2 separate regions of the Danio rerio genome follow, and region 1 is linked to region 2. Evidence: chromatin contacts called from public Hi-C data. All regions are on one chromosome and are shown on one strand. Each heading gives the region's core, a stretch centred on a gene start, on an enhancer-like site or on the middle of the called end of the contact. The rest is flanking DNA. Distances are from core to core; before and after follow the strand shown.

Region 1 (6,874 bases), core at 3,557-6,056, 130 kb after region 2:
GCCAATAACATCACCTCATTGAAATGGTTTATAATAAGTATAAATTAGCCTTGACAAAGTGGGGTCACATGACTCCACACAGGGAAAGTAATAGAAAACATTGTCCTGGAAAAATTAGATTCGGATTTCGATAACACTCCGATTAATCCTCCAGCCCTAATTCCGGGTTTTAAAAATAGAAAAGCAAGATAAAAGTCTTTAAAAGCTGCATTTTTTAAATTTCGCAAAACAAAATACTGTGAAAATGATTCGTGTTGACATGAATCTACAAAAGCTACTGTGAAAAAGCTGCATAATGCATGCCGAGCCAGTAAACAGCAATGTTCACTCATTCATTCATTCATTCATTCATTCATTTTCCTTTAGCTTAGTCGCTTATTTATCAGGGGTCACCACAGTGGAATGAACCACCTACTATTCCAACATATGTTTTACGCACATGCCCTTCCATCTGCAACCCAGTACTGGGAAACACCCATACACTCTTGCATTCACACACGCACTCATACCCTACAACCAATTCTATTTACCCAATACACCTATACTGCATGTCTTTGGACTGTCGGGAAAAACACAGAAGGAAACCCACGTGAATACGGGGAGAACATGCAAACTCCACACATAAATGTCAACAGGCCCACTCTGGACTCGAACCAGCGACCTTCCTGCTGTAAGGTAACAGTGCTGACCACTGAGCCACCACGTCACCCGATGGCAATGTTATTTTTGTAAACACACACGTTCGTGCCCACAGACTTAACATGTAAAATCCATGCAAATGATCTCCACCCGCTTATTAAGTTGTGACGTTTGGAATACTGTTTCCGGCTCCAAGCCGCTACTCATTTGAATTGAAAAAATATTTGTTCATGACCACTTTTAAGTCATATCACACATTATAGTGAATTTCTTATAAAATCCACAGTCTCTGGACTTTCTGCATCACAGACATCAATATTTAAACAATATATAATATATTTATCCCTTGCAATATTTTCATCCCTTTCTGGCCATCTGATATTAGGCATGGATATATATTGCGATTATGATTATCGAAAGCATTATAGAGCTTTGTAAAGGTTTATTAGTACCATTTGTTGAGCCTTCTCGTACAGTTTGATAGAGATTTGAACCAGTAAGTTGCGTTAGAGCTAGGCGATGTGGCAAAAATGCAATCTCAATAATTATTTTCCATATTGAACGAAAACGATATGTATTTAAATACAAGTTGTTATTGCTTTTTCAGATTTAAAAGAGTACCCCAACAATAACTAAAGCCATAAAAATTAGAGGGTTCATTAAATGGCATAACATATTTTCAAATGATAATTTTCAGTGGCTGTAAATTCAGTAATATCAACACACTTCCAGATTCCCATTGTTGCACATTTCGGCTGTGTGATTGGCTCTTAGACCCATATAGAGAAGTTGAGAGTTCATCTTTGTTATTGACATAAATTTTATTGTAATTCGATATGATATCATTTATCGGCCCAGCCCTACATGACGTCAGAATTAACAAGCGGATAATTTCACAGAATCTGGTTTTTGTAGTTTACAATTTTATTGTCAAAAGTTTGCAATTTCAGTCCACCCAAAAAAATGCAACTGGTGAATCATTAGATGGACAAAACTGACCAAAAGAGGCATGTCTGTGACAAAATGTAGCAATAGTAACTGTGCAAAACACCATAGTGTTTAAAAAATAGACTATGACAGAATGTAACCTGATTCAATCATTCATTCTATTTTCTTCGGCTTATTCCTAAAGATTCATCGGGGGTCGTCACAGCAATATGAACCTCCAATTTATCCAGCATATGTTTTACACAGCAGATGCACTTCCAGCTGCAACCCAGTACTAGGAAACACCCATATACTCTCACATTTAAACACACACACACACACACACACACACACACACACACTACGGCCAATTTAGTTTATTCAATTTACCTATACTGCATGACTGTGAGTGGAACTGGAGCACCCAGAGGAAACCCACACGAACAGGAAGAGAACATGCAAACTCCACACAGAAATTACAATGATTCAATGTAGTGAAATTTTTTTAAGCAAACATAAAATCAATTTACACTCATTTATAATAATGTTAGAAAGGTACATTATTTAAATGCACCCGGTGTTTATGTAAATATGACTTTGCAACTAATACAAACAAAACTTCCAAGAAAGAAAAAGGCACCAGTCAAAACCCCACAGGGGAAAATAATCTATTATTTATTTAGCCAATCATTTATATTCTCATCTGGCAGATACCAATAACATTAAAATTTACAATGCCACTACTGGGAAATCATGTTTCCACCATCCCTCACGGATCCTGTATTTAAGTAATGGTTTGCAAAAGATTTAAGAAATTTTCGGGACCTGCATTGGGATGGTCTGTTTTTGCAACTATGCACAACTTTCCTCTGAAATGGTGCTGTCAGAATCCCATTTTTTATTTTTATTTTTTTTATTCTTACAGGCTAGACATTGCTCTGCTACTTTATTCTTAGGTTACCCATTTCTGCCAAAGCTACAGGTACGAGAAGAGTTACTGCAACTAAACTCGCAACACAAATCCCAAATTTCTAAAATCTTTTGGTGCATTTTAAGCTTGGATGATTGTTTTCTTACTAAAATTAAAATATCTTGGGAAAATGAATTGGGACTATGTTTTGAGGAAAAATGGTGGCTTGGTGCGCTGCAGAGAATACGTTCTAGTACAACTTGTGCTCGCCTTTAAATACAATTTAAAGTATTTCATAGAATCCATTTCTCAAAAACCAGGCTGAAATGTAAAATTTTTCCCAATATCGATGACAGATGTGACAAATGTCATGCACCAAGGTGTAATTTAAGTCATATTTTCTTTATGTGCCCTCTGTTACTGAATTATTGGATTAATTATTTTACAATTATGTCCAAGGTGTTGCAGGTAAATATAGACCCATCCCCTGATGTTGCCATTTTTGCGGTTCCAAAGATTTGGTCCCAATTCAATTCTAAACAGCTTGATATTTTGGCTTTTACCTCACTATTAGCCAGGCATCGTATTCTACTGGAAATCAAATAAGCCTCCAACTACATCACAATGGCTTGTAGATACCATGCATTTCTAAAATTGGAAAAGGTTAGATGCTCTGGGAAAACTAATTTCTTTAAAAAGTGGTAATGTTTTATAACTTTAACTCATAAGGTATTGCCTTCCATTTAATAGATGCACACTCCTTCCCTTTTTGATTTATTTATTTTGTAGTAATTTAATTTGTTTGCTTTCTCTAATACTATTTTACACTGTTTAATTGTAAATTTTTACTTTCAACATTGACAAAGTATCTGAACATTTGATTGTGATAGATGGTTGTAATTTTCTATACACTTATTACTCTTGTTTTCATTTTTCTTTTTCTCTGTTATTATTATTATTTTTGTTAGTTTTTTCCCATTTTTATTTAAAAAAAATGTTCTTCTCTTTTGTAAAAAAACAACAAAGATAATGATATGTAACTATTTGTACTGATATAGTGTTTGTTTTTTCACAATAAACAACTTTACCATAAAAATACACATTTATCGGCCAATACTGATATACTGTACATCACTAATCTGGATATGATCCATTTTTTTACGATAACAAAGTCAACATTATTAATAAAAAATAACAGTAAAATGGCATCAATGGTTCATTGATGAACCTGTAAAGTCCACAAAACGTTCTTAAAATTAATAAAATGTTCCACAAACAATGTAATAACTGTACAATTTAAAAACTATTCATTGAAAGGTTGGGGAAAAAAAGGGGTTTTTAGTAGCATCACCGCAAAAAAAAAAAAAAAAAAAACCAGCGGAAGCTTTATTATTAGGAGATATTTTTGGATGCAAGTCCACTAAACAGTATTTTGTCCATTTCTAGAAGTACACAAACATATTACATGACTTCAAATCTAGCAAAACGAAATGCCACAAAACTCACATAGGGGTTTTGCAAACGGGATCTAATTTCAAAGAATAGCATGGCTTCAGCTTTGTCCTTATTTATACAAGCCACAACAACCACAGTATCAAGTTATTACAAGAGGAAGAAAAAACTACAACAAATGTGCCAAAAACCAACGCATACTCTCTCAAGACCACAAGTTACTAACAAAATCGCTTTCCTCCACACTTATTGCATACTTCTGTCCTAAATGAGCAACACATTTCTTCTAACGTTACATCCGTGGGTTTTACTTTTCAAACCATTTAATTATCACCAAAATAAACATGTTCAGTGCATGAAAAATAGATCATAATTATAATTACTTGCCTTTGTCCTGTAGCAAAACAGCTGGCAAAACAGTGACAACTACTGTCTGAATTAAGACGAAGTAAATCTAGCATGTAAATGAGTTTTAAATAGCAACATTGCATCAAACTGTCATGAGTTGGTAAGTGAACTAGAAGCACAGGTTTTGAAGTGAACACGATCAAAGTGAAGAAATAATCAATTAATCACGATACAAACGAACGCAGTGGGACTGGAAGCGAATGTGTTTGATTTGTTTTATAAATCAGACGAGAATTCGCCATTGAGCCGCTGATTTGGCGTGTCTCTTCACTTCCCACCCTTTAAAGGCAAATCACTTCACACGGAGTAAAATGTCGGCTGTTTTCAGGCTGTTTTGCTTTTCCTGAGGTGTCATGTGGCTGTCAGTTTGGCGGTGGAGATTGAGAAGTTACCTTGTAAACAGTCCCATCCTCCCCGCGGACGCTCCGAGCTCGTGCGCTGCTCTCATTCCCCTGTGCAACAATACAGCACGACCCGACAGACAGGTGACGTCATCTATTTCAGGATTTGGCCTGACGCTAGAGCGCATGCGCAAAAGACAGAGACGCATGACTGGGAAATGTAGGATGGGAAGAGAGAATGGGGGAAACGATGACTGACAAATGTAACAGAGATTGGAACGTACACTATATATTTTTGAATAAAATTATATAAAACACAATATTAAAATATAAAGTATAGGCAACATTTCATTTTAATTCAATTCAAGTTTATTTGTATAGCGCTTTTCACAATTATAGTTTCAAAGCAGCTTTAAAAAAGGTGCACATTATTGCATTAAAATAAAAATTATTATATTATTATTATGATTATTTACACGGTGACATGGTGGCGCAGTGGGTAGCACGATCGCCTCACAATAAGAAAGACACTAGTTCGAGCCCCAGCTAGGTCAGTTGGCATTTCTGTGTGGAGTTTGCATGTTCTTTCCATGTTCGTATGGGTTTCTTCCGGGTGCTCCGGTTTCCCCCACAAGTCCAAAGACATGCACTAGATTAATAAAGGCACTAAGCTGAAAAGAAAATGAATGAATGAACATTTAAAAGATTATCAAGCTATTATCATGTACGATACAATAAATAAATAAATATAATAAATACAAAATAATACAACAAAAAATCATAATAACAAATATTAAAAGAGCTGAATTAAACATTTCATATTTAAATACAAAAAACATTATTAGTTTAGCTTATTTGACATGAAATATAATTTAATTCTATTTTCACATTAATTTACAGAGCACTTGAGAATCTTGCATTATACAGCATGCTATTTTGCTCTCTGTGAGGTCTATTGGAATTTTTACATCAAATAGATATTCCCGTTCCCATTTTGTATAATGTCACAATCATTTCTGTTATAATAGATGAACTGGTAGAAGTCCTGCCAAATCTCAAGGGCTGATCTGAGCAGATAAACAGCAAATTAACTCACAGGAACATGTAATTATGTGGCCATTAACATAATGAACACTAATTAGCAGGCAAATTGTACATTTAGGTGACTTTCCAGGGCTGAATAAATACCACAATCCGATTGCATTTTTAATAATAAAAGGGAGAGTTCACCCAAAGCTGAAAACTCTGTCATCATTTACTCACCTTACACTTGTTTAAGACCTGTACAAGTTTTAAAAAGAAGATATTCTGAAGAATGCTGGAAATAGGTAGTCATTACATTATTAAATATATATGCACATATCGTAATTTTAAGTCAGTTTAGTATTTATATCAAAAGCAATGATCAAATTCATGGCATATAGTGTCAACATGTAACAATTATAACACATAAAACATTAAAAATTAAAAATATGAATTTTTTTTTTTTGAACAAGCATTTAATACAAATTGAACATTGATGTCCCATTAACAAGACCTTCCCAAAATACAGCCAGTCATGTGACTGAGCCTCACTCATACCACTTAAAAGCAATTGAGGAAAGAGATCCATACAGGATTTATTTAGGCAAAAGCAGGCCGCAGACAGACTTACAGGGGATTATGGGAATGGTTGTAGATGTAAGGCCGTCTGGAGGAATTACAGACATGACAGCAGCTGGTCATGGAGATGGGGCCACGAGGCCACGGGGCCGCTCTTAACCATGATCAAAGTTAATTCCCCAAATACAGTACAAAAGCGCAGGCTCTATGCCAGGAATTATTGTCCCAAGTCAAAAATTTTGATTTAAGACAAAGCATGTTTGATATTTATTCATATATTATATTAAATATTATAATATTACGTGTATTATATTTTATTTTATTTTTTATTTATATTATATTATATTATATTATGTTATATTATATTATATTATATTATATCATATTATATTATATTATATTATATTATATTATATTATATTATATTATATTATATTATATTATATTATATTATATTAATAATGGGGCGAAGCAGTGGCGCAGTACGGAGTGCTGTCGCCTCACAGCAAGAAGGTCGCTGGGTTGCTGGTACGAGCCTCGGCTCAGTTGGTGTTTCTGTGTGGAGTTTGCAAGTTCTCCCTGCGTTTGCGTGGGT
Region 2 (6,049 bases), core at 1,710-4,209:
TGACTTCGTAAAAGCTGGGGTGGAAATCTGCCACCTACAAAGGACAAGGTCAGGCTTCCTCCGCTCAGCCCCTGACTGGCAGTTGCAAGTCGACCTGGGGAAGCAGTTTAAGCCCACAGCACATAGTTACAACATCACTCCTGCTAGACATAATTATAATTTCTGAGGCAAAAAGACAGTTGATTATGCTTGAACTCACAGCGCCATGGGAAGAGTGGATGGAAGAGGCAAATGAAAGAAAACGCTCAAAGTACCAGGAGCTAGTAGAGAAGTGCTGGGAAAGGAGCTGAAGACCCAGGGTGAGGCAATAGAGGTGGACTGCTGTTTGCAGTCTTCAATCAACTAGGCCTAGCAGTAGCAGCTAAGAAGAGGGCCGTTAAGTCTGCTTGTGAAACTCCAGAGAAAGCCACAAGATGGCTAGGGATAAAGAGGGCTGCTCCGTGGGTGATGGCTGCTGGGACGCAAGCTGGGGTCTGATCAACCTTAGCTGGGTCACCTGGGCGAGGATGTCTGATGTTGAAACACCCAATGACCCCAGGATACATCACTGACTCCCCTGCAGGGACACCGGCCCTCCAGGACCGAGTTTGGTGACCCCTGATCTACAGTAGATGATGTATTCTGGACACAACTGTTGTATTACGGTGTGCTTTGTGTACATAATCCAACAACCTGTTTTATTCACACAAACTAACAAACAAACACACACACACACACACACACACACATATGTACAAATACATAAATTAAGTGATTTTTTCCTTAATAGAAGCTGAATAGTCTATGTCAAAATGAAAGACAAGATTATTTTGCCTACCCTATAGGCAGATTATTTTGCTTGTTTTAAGGAAAAATACACATAATTTTGGAAGAAAATGCTTCTTGATTCAAGACTTTTTAGAGATTTGGACTAGAAACAAGACAAAAAAATTTAAGTAAAAGCTTTTTGCCTCGAAGGCCTGGTTTCACACACAAGGCTTAGACCAAGTCAGAATTAGGCCATAGTTCAATTAGGATATTAAATAATTAACATAAATCAACACTGGTGTCCATCTTGTGACAAAACAAAGGCACATATATATTTTCTGAGCATATTTCTTTTAGTTGAAACAGCTCACATTTCATTTTAGTCTATTCATGTAGAACTGTTGATTTTAGCGACACCACTGGTCTTTGTCTTTGTCATGGGCAATGCCCATGCGGTCACTTATCTATCAATATAGAAATTTGATGTAAAATGATAAATTTACATAATTAAAAGACCACGGGGAAAACTCCCGATCACAGATATATGTATATATAACTATGGCTCTGGATGGCAAGTCCTACAGTGCACCTTGGTCCCACATTCATTTCAAAGAAGGACTACCCTGTACTAAAATGGCGGCTATATTGATGCATTTCTTTCAATAGATAACAATAGCATAGTCGACATTTAACATAAATATCTATGGCTAACAACAAACATCATGCATATAACATATATATCCTTTTTCATTTTCTTGGGAAAACAGTCCCAACCACATAAAAAAACAGTAGTCTACAGGAAGTCGGGGGAAAGGTCTCTTGTTTTTCAAAGTTTAATGGACAAAAATATGATTAATGCCTGAAAATTCTTCTATGAAGTGCCCTTTTCCCGCTATAGAATGAATTCAGTTTCTAAAATAAAATCACACGGCATACACCAATGCAGTGACCCTCAGGGTTATTTATTGATTACTTATCTTACATCCAAATGAATTCTTAAATAAAGAAAACAAAACACTCCCGCCAACAAAGGAAACCGTTACAAAGTACTACAACATTACAAAGAGCTATTAGTGAAAAAAAGATTTAATGGCATCTGATCAACAGGGAAAAATATTAGCACAAAAAAACTGAAGTGTCAAGGACTAAGAAAAAAGCCTTGGTCAGAAAAGTTAACAATGGGTATATGTACATATATACAACCTTCAACACAAAAGAAATTACAAGAATATACATGCACGGCAGACAGTTTGGTTTGCTTGAGATGCAGCTTGTACATCCACAGCTGTTTTTTTTTTAATGAGTCTTCTTTTTTGGTAACCGCAACGAAAGAATATTGCATTGTTCTGTCATTCTCTAACATATATTTGCAATCAAAGCTTGACCTCGGCGTATTTTTCTTCCCCCGCTATAATTCCTGTCAGTATATTTAATACATGGCATTTGTGTAGATTTATAATAAACGCTTTACTTTGAATATCATTCGTACAAAAGGTTGTTTTCAAGATTTAAAGTTGTGCATTGTGCTTGAACCGGTCCAGAATGGACCGTTTATCAACAAACAATCGCTTGTGCTCGAGTTACAAGTGTAACAATAGGAAATACTCATTACTAATCGCCCAATAATAGTATCACTGCTTTCATAAATTGACAATTTACGTCCTGGTTCTTGATAGCGCACACTGTACACCAACAATACTTCAGCAAAACAGTATGTAATATCTGAGCGAACAGAAATAAAGAGAGTTTATGGTTGTCAGGCAGAGTGTCAGCACCAGTTTTTAGTGATGCTTTATAAAGCACGTAGCCCTTTCCGCTCATTCTTTCCATTAGTAGAACCGTGGTTTTCTTGGTGCGCTGTGCAAATTCCTGTCATCCTCAACACAAACACAGTCAAGTGATTTAGATGTTTAGAAAAGCCTTTATGAATTGTCGGGAGGTGTTTTGGCAGTCTGGATGGTGTAATGTCTTTTTCCACCAGCAGAGGGCAGCATTCATTCGTTGTTTGTTTTACCTCAGAAGTTGAGTTTGGTGACGGGTCTTTCTCTGCTGCTTTCTGCACTCGATTTGACGGGACGTTTACGGTTGTGTTTCATCTTTGACATATCTTTGTCAAACACCTCCCCAGATCGCAGTGCAGACACCAGGTCGTCGAACTCTCCGTCCTCCTCGCAGTTTTCTTTAGCCTTCCGGGATTTTCTTTCCCTCTCGCGCTGCTCCTTGAGCTGTTCACAGACACATTTACATTATTTCGAGAACTGTTTTAAAGGGATAGTTCACACATTTACTCATCCTTCACTTGTTTCAAACCTGTTTGGGGTTGTTTCTTCTGTTGAACAGAAAGGAAGATATACTTTTATAGTTTTTTTGTTGTTCTACTATAGATGTCAGTGGTTGCTTATTTCCAATATTCTTCAGAATAACTTAGCTATCTTGTTTTGTGTTCAACAAGAAAACCATTCTTAAGAGTTTAGAGTAAATGGTGAGGAAATGTTCCTTTTTGGATGAACTGGTTTTCATTGTGTTTTATGAAAGGGGTAAGGTTGTTTAGTGCAGAGATACCTATGGTAACCTTGGCCGCCATCCCATCTGAGATGACGACAATGCAAGGCCTTTTTGAGCAAATCAAGTCAATGGCAGATTTTGCTTGAGCAGAATATTCAGCATTGAACTCCACTGTGTTATAACGGTGATTGTTTTTATTGCAGTAAGTTATCATTTAGAAAGTTATACTGCATTAGTTAATACCATTTAAAGTAATATTTTCTGTTTATTTTGAAACATTCTGAAATAAATAATGAAATGACCCACCCACGGCAACTTTAATGTAATATAGTTTGGTACCCTATTTACCTTCGACCCACGGCATTCGATGATATTTGGTTTTTGGCCCTTTGTGCTAAAATGTCTGGGCACCTCTGGTTTAGTGGAACAGTACACTTCTGCCTACTGCACACTAGACAGTGCAAACTACATTCATACTCCTCATAACCCAATTCTTTCAATCTGCATGTCAGTTGATAAGGATTTTATTTGACAAAAAAAAAAAATCATAGGAACAGCTTTTTGTCTAAATATTTGCATCTTTGAATGTCTTTAAAAAAAAAGACTTCATGCATATATATTATTTCAGCATTGATACTGTGATGTGCATATGCATAATACTCATCGCAGGTAGTGTGATGTCAAGAAGGTATTATAATTGACCAAACAACAATTGCATCTGTTATAGCGTTGATCACATGTTAAATGCAGGTTACTCTGTAACATCAAAAGCATGTTTAGACAATTCAGGCTCAAGATCTGATTTCATTATTGTATTATATTGGTTACTTCTGAACAGTATTGTATAAAACTTTGTATATTGCGTATTTCACTATACAAACGCTGCATACCCAGTATGTTTGGTATGTAAGTATGTTATTCAGAAATCATTTCATCAGTCATCAGCATCTTCAGTCCTTAAATGTTTTGGAAAAAAAAAAGTACATTTATAAGCTATACTTTGTATTATATCACATTTTCAGCAAAATACTAGTTAACGCTTATGTGAGGTGTTTCTGATGCAGTATTTATGGCCAGGGCAGTAAGTTTGGCATCATACTCTCTTCAGGCTATACATAGTTTTTTCTCTTCTTTTTATGAAAGTCATGAAAACACTATTGTGGAGTTTTTCTTTCTTTATTTGAACTTTTATTTACTTATTTGTGGTTCTCTCCCATTCACTGTTATTATGATTTCTGCTGCTGAGAAACCTTGAAATATGAGAAGGGTCTTTACACCTATAATTGCTTATTGGTGTATAATAATATAATAATGTAATATAATACATTTTTGGCAAAGGTCAAGTGTGTGCATGAGTGTGAAATGTTCACAGTGTGTTTGTTGACATTACCTGTGCCTCCATACGGGCCCTGCGCTCCTCCTCCTCTTTCCGTCGTCTCATGTTCTCATTGTCTTGTTTAGCTTCACTGAAGCCCTGCAGGAACTGATCGAAGATGCCGAAGAACTCATCAGGCTGCATGCGTGTGGCGTCCTCACCGAAGTGCTGCACGGCCTTCCCAAACTGCACACAATGTAAGACAACAATGACTGTCTAAATTATTCCGAAAAATAAGGGGTTTCTGGGGCACTAAGTTGGCGAGTAATAAAAAAACAAAGTTTGCATAGATAGACAGACAGACAGATAAACAAACAAACAAATAAATAAAAAGGCTAACCAATTCCTTCTGACCCAAAAAAGTGCACCAAATTTTTGGCTGAAAATGGCATTTTCATTTCTTTCGGCCAAAATATGAGCCTGGGAAAAGCGATGGGCTGCATAATGAAACCCATTTATTTCAATGGCTTGCCATGCTCTAAGGTGGTTTGTTGCTGCGATGACCATAGTGAACATGGATGCTTGAGTGCGCACTGTGGTCAAAATTCAAAATAGCTCAATATTGGTTATAATTGTAGACATTTTACTCAAATAAACAAATGTATAAACCATACATGCTTACCGGAAAAGTAAAGTTCATCCATAAAATTTGCCGACAGGAGATTTCTATGTAGGATACCTGTTCCTGCTGCTTGCAACACGTTCACTGTCAATAATATTTTACTGTCAAGAAAACAGGGTGACGCAGTGGTGCAGTGCTGGATAAGTTGGCGGTTCATTCTGCTGTTGCGACCCCGGATTAATAAAGGGACTAAGCCGACAAAAAAATGAAAAATGTCAAGAAAACGTGGTTATTTTATTAACGTGTGCTTAAAGTTACCAAGTTTAAATTTGAAAAAGTAAACTTAATTAAATAACGAATAATGATTAAAAAGCAGTTTTGGTTTTTGGTCAAATGCATCCAGAATTTTCATTTGTTGTATCCCTACTAGTGGAAACCATTAATAAATCTCCAACTTCCCAGTAAGATAAACCTTCATCTGGTCCAAACATAAAATCCGATCACTACAGTAACATCAAATCAAGCCATGACCAGGATCAGACTCAGAGAATCAGCCTTTGAAACTGATCTTCAGTCGACTGCGGTTAAAGATTTAGATCCATGTTTCCAGCAGTTTCAATGTCCACAGAAAAGCACAGAAGTCCAGTAAACTCCAGCGAAAGAGCCGATTTAACATCTACAAGTTTGAGTTATGTGTGACAGCATGAAGCGAGGAAAAAACATCTGTCATTTCAGACGTTTAATGGCCACTTCAAAGCAACTTTATGTGAGCTTTTCACTTTTTAACGTCCAGATAGAGTGACAATCCTCACCGTTTAAATCTCTCGTAAACATTTAAGGCGAGACACTGTAGGCTGTTT

The links. Hi-C and Micro-C count contacts between places; a contact is called where the count stands out from the background.
Region 1: a Hi-C map of embryo shows a contact between it and region 2, with 4 times the contacts expected there. The contact joins the promoter of daam1a here to the enhancer-like site in region 2. A contact is called at or near these places in 5 of 18 Hi-C or Micro-C datasets (caudal fin, embryo and hematopoietic stem cells) and 1 of 4 datasets of contacts at active chromatin or transcription factors (caudal fin).

The regions. Positions count from the first base shown.
Region 1 is chr17:15,839,476-15,846,349 of GRCz12tu, forward strand. daam1a (dishevelled associated activator of morphogenesis 1a) reads right to left here and starts at 4,807. Exons shown (of 25, transcript XM_017351772.3): 1 at 4,729-4,807.
Region 2 is chr17:15,709,467-15,715,515 of GRCz12tu, forward strand. It overlaps daam1a (dishevelled associated activator of morphogenesis 1a), which reads right to left. Exons shown (of 25, transcript XM_017351772.3): 24 at 4,643-4,813; 25 at 1,689-2,972. The coding sequence ends at 2,763. Among named protein-coding and RNA genes, the nearest start is that of gpr135, 17 kb to the left of the region's middle. Within about 2 kb of position 2,960, at least 4 of the 62 cell types and tissues checked have an H3K27ac peak or open chromatin away from gene starts, as enhancers often do.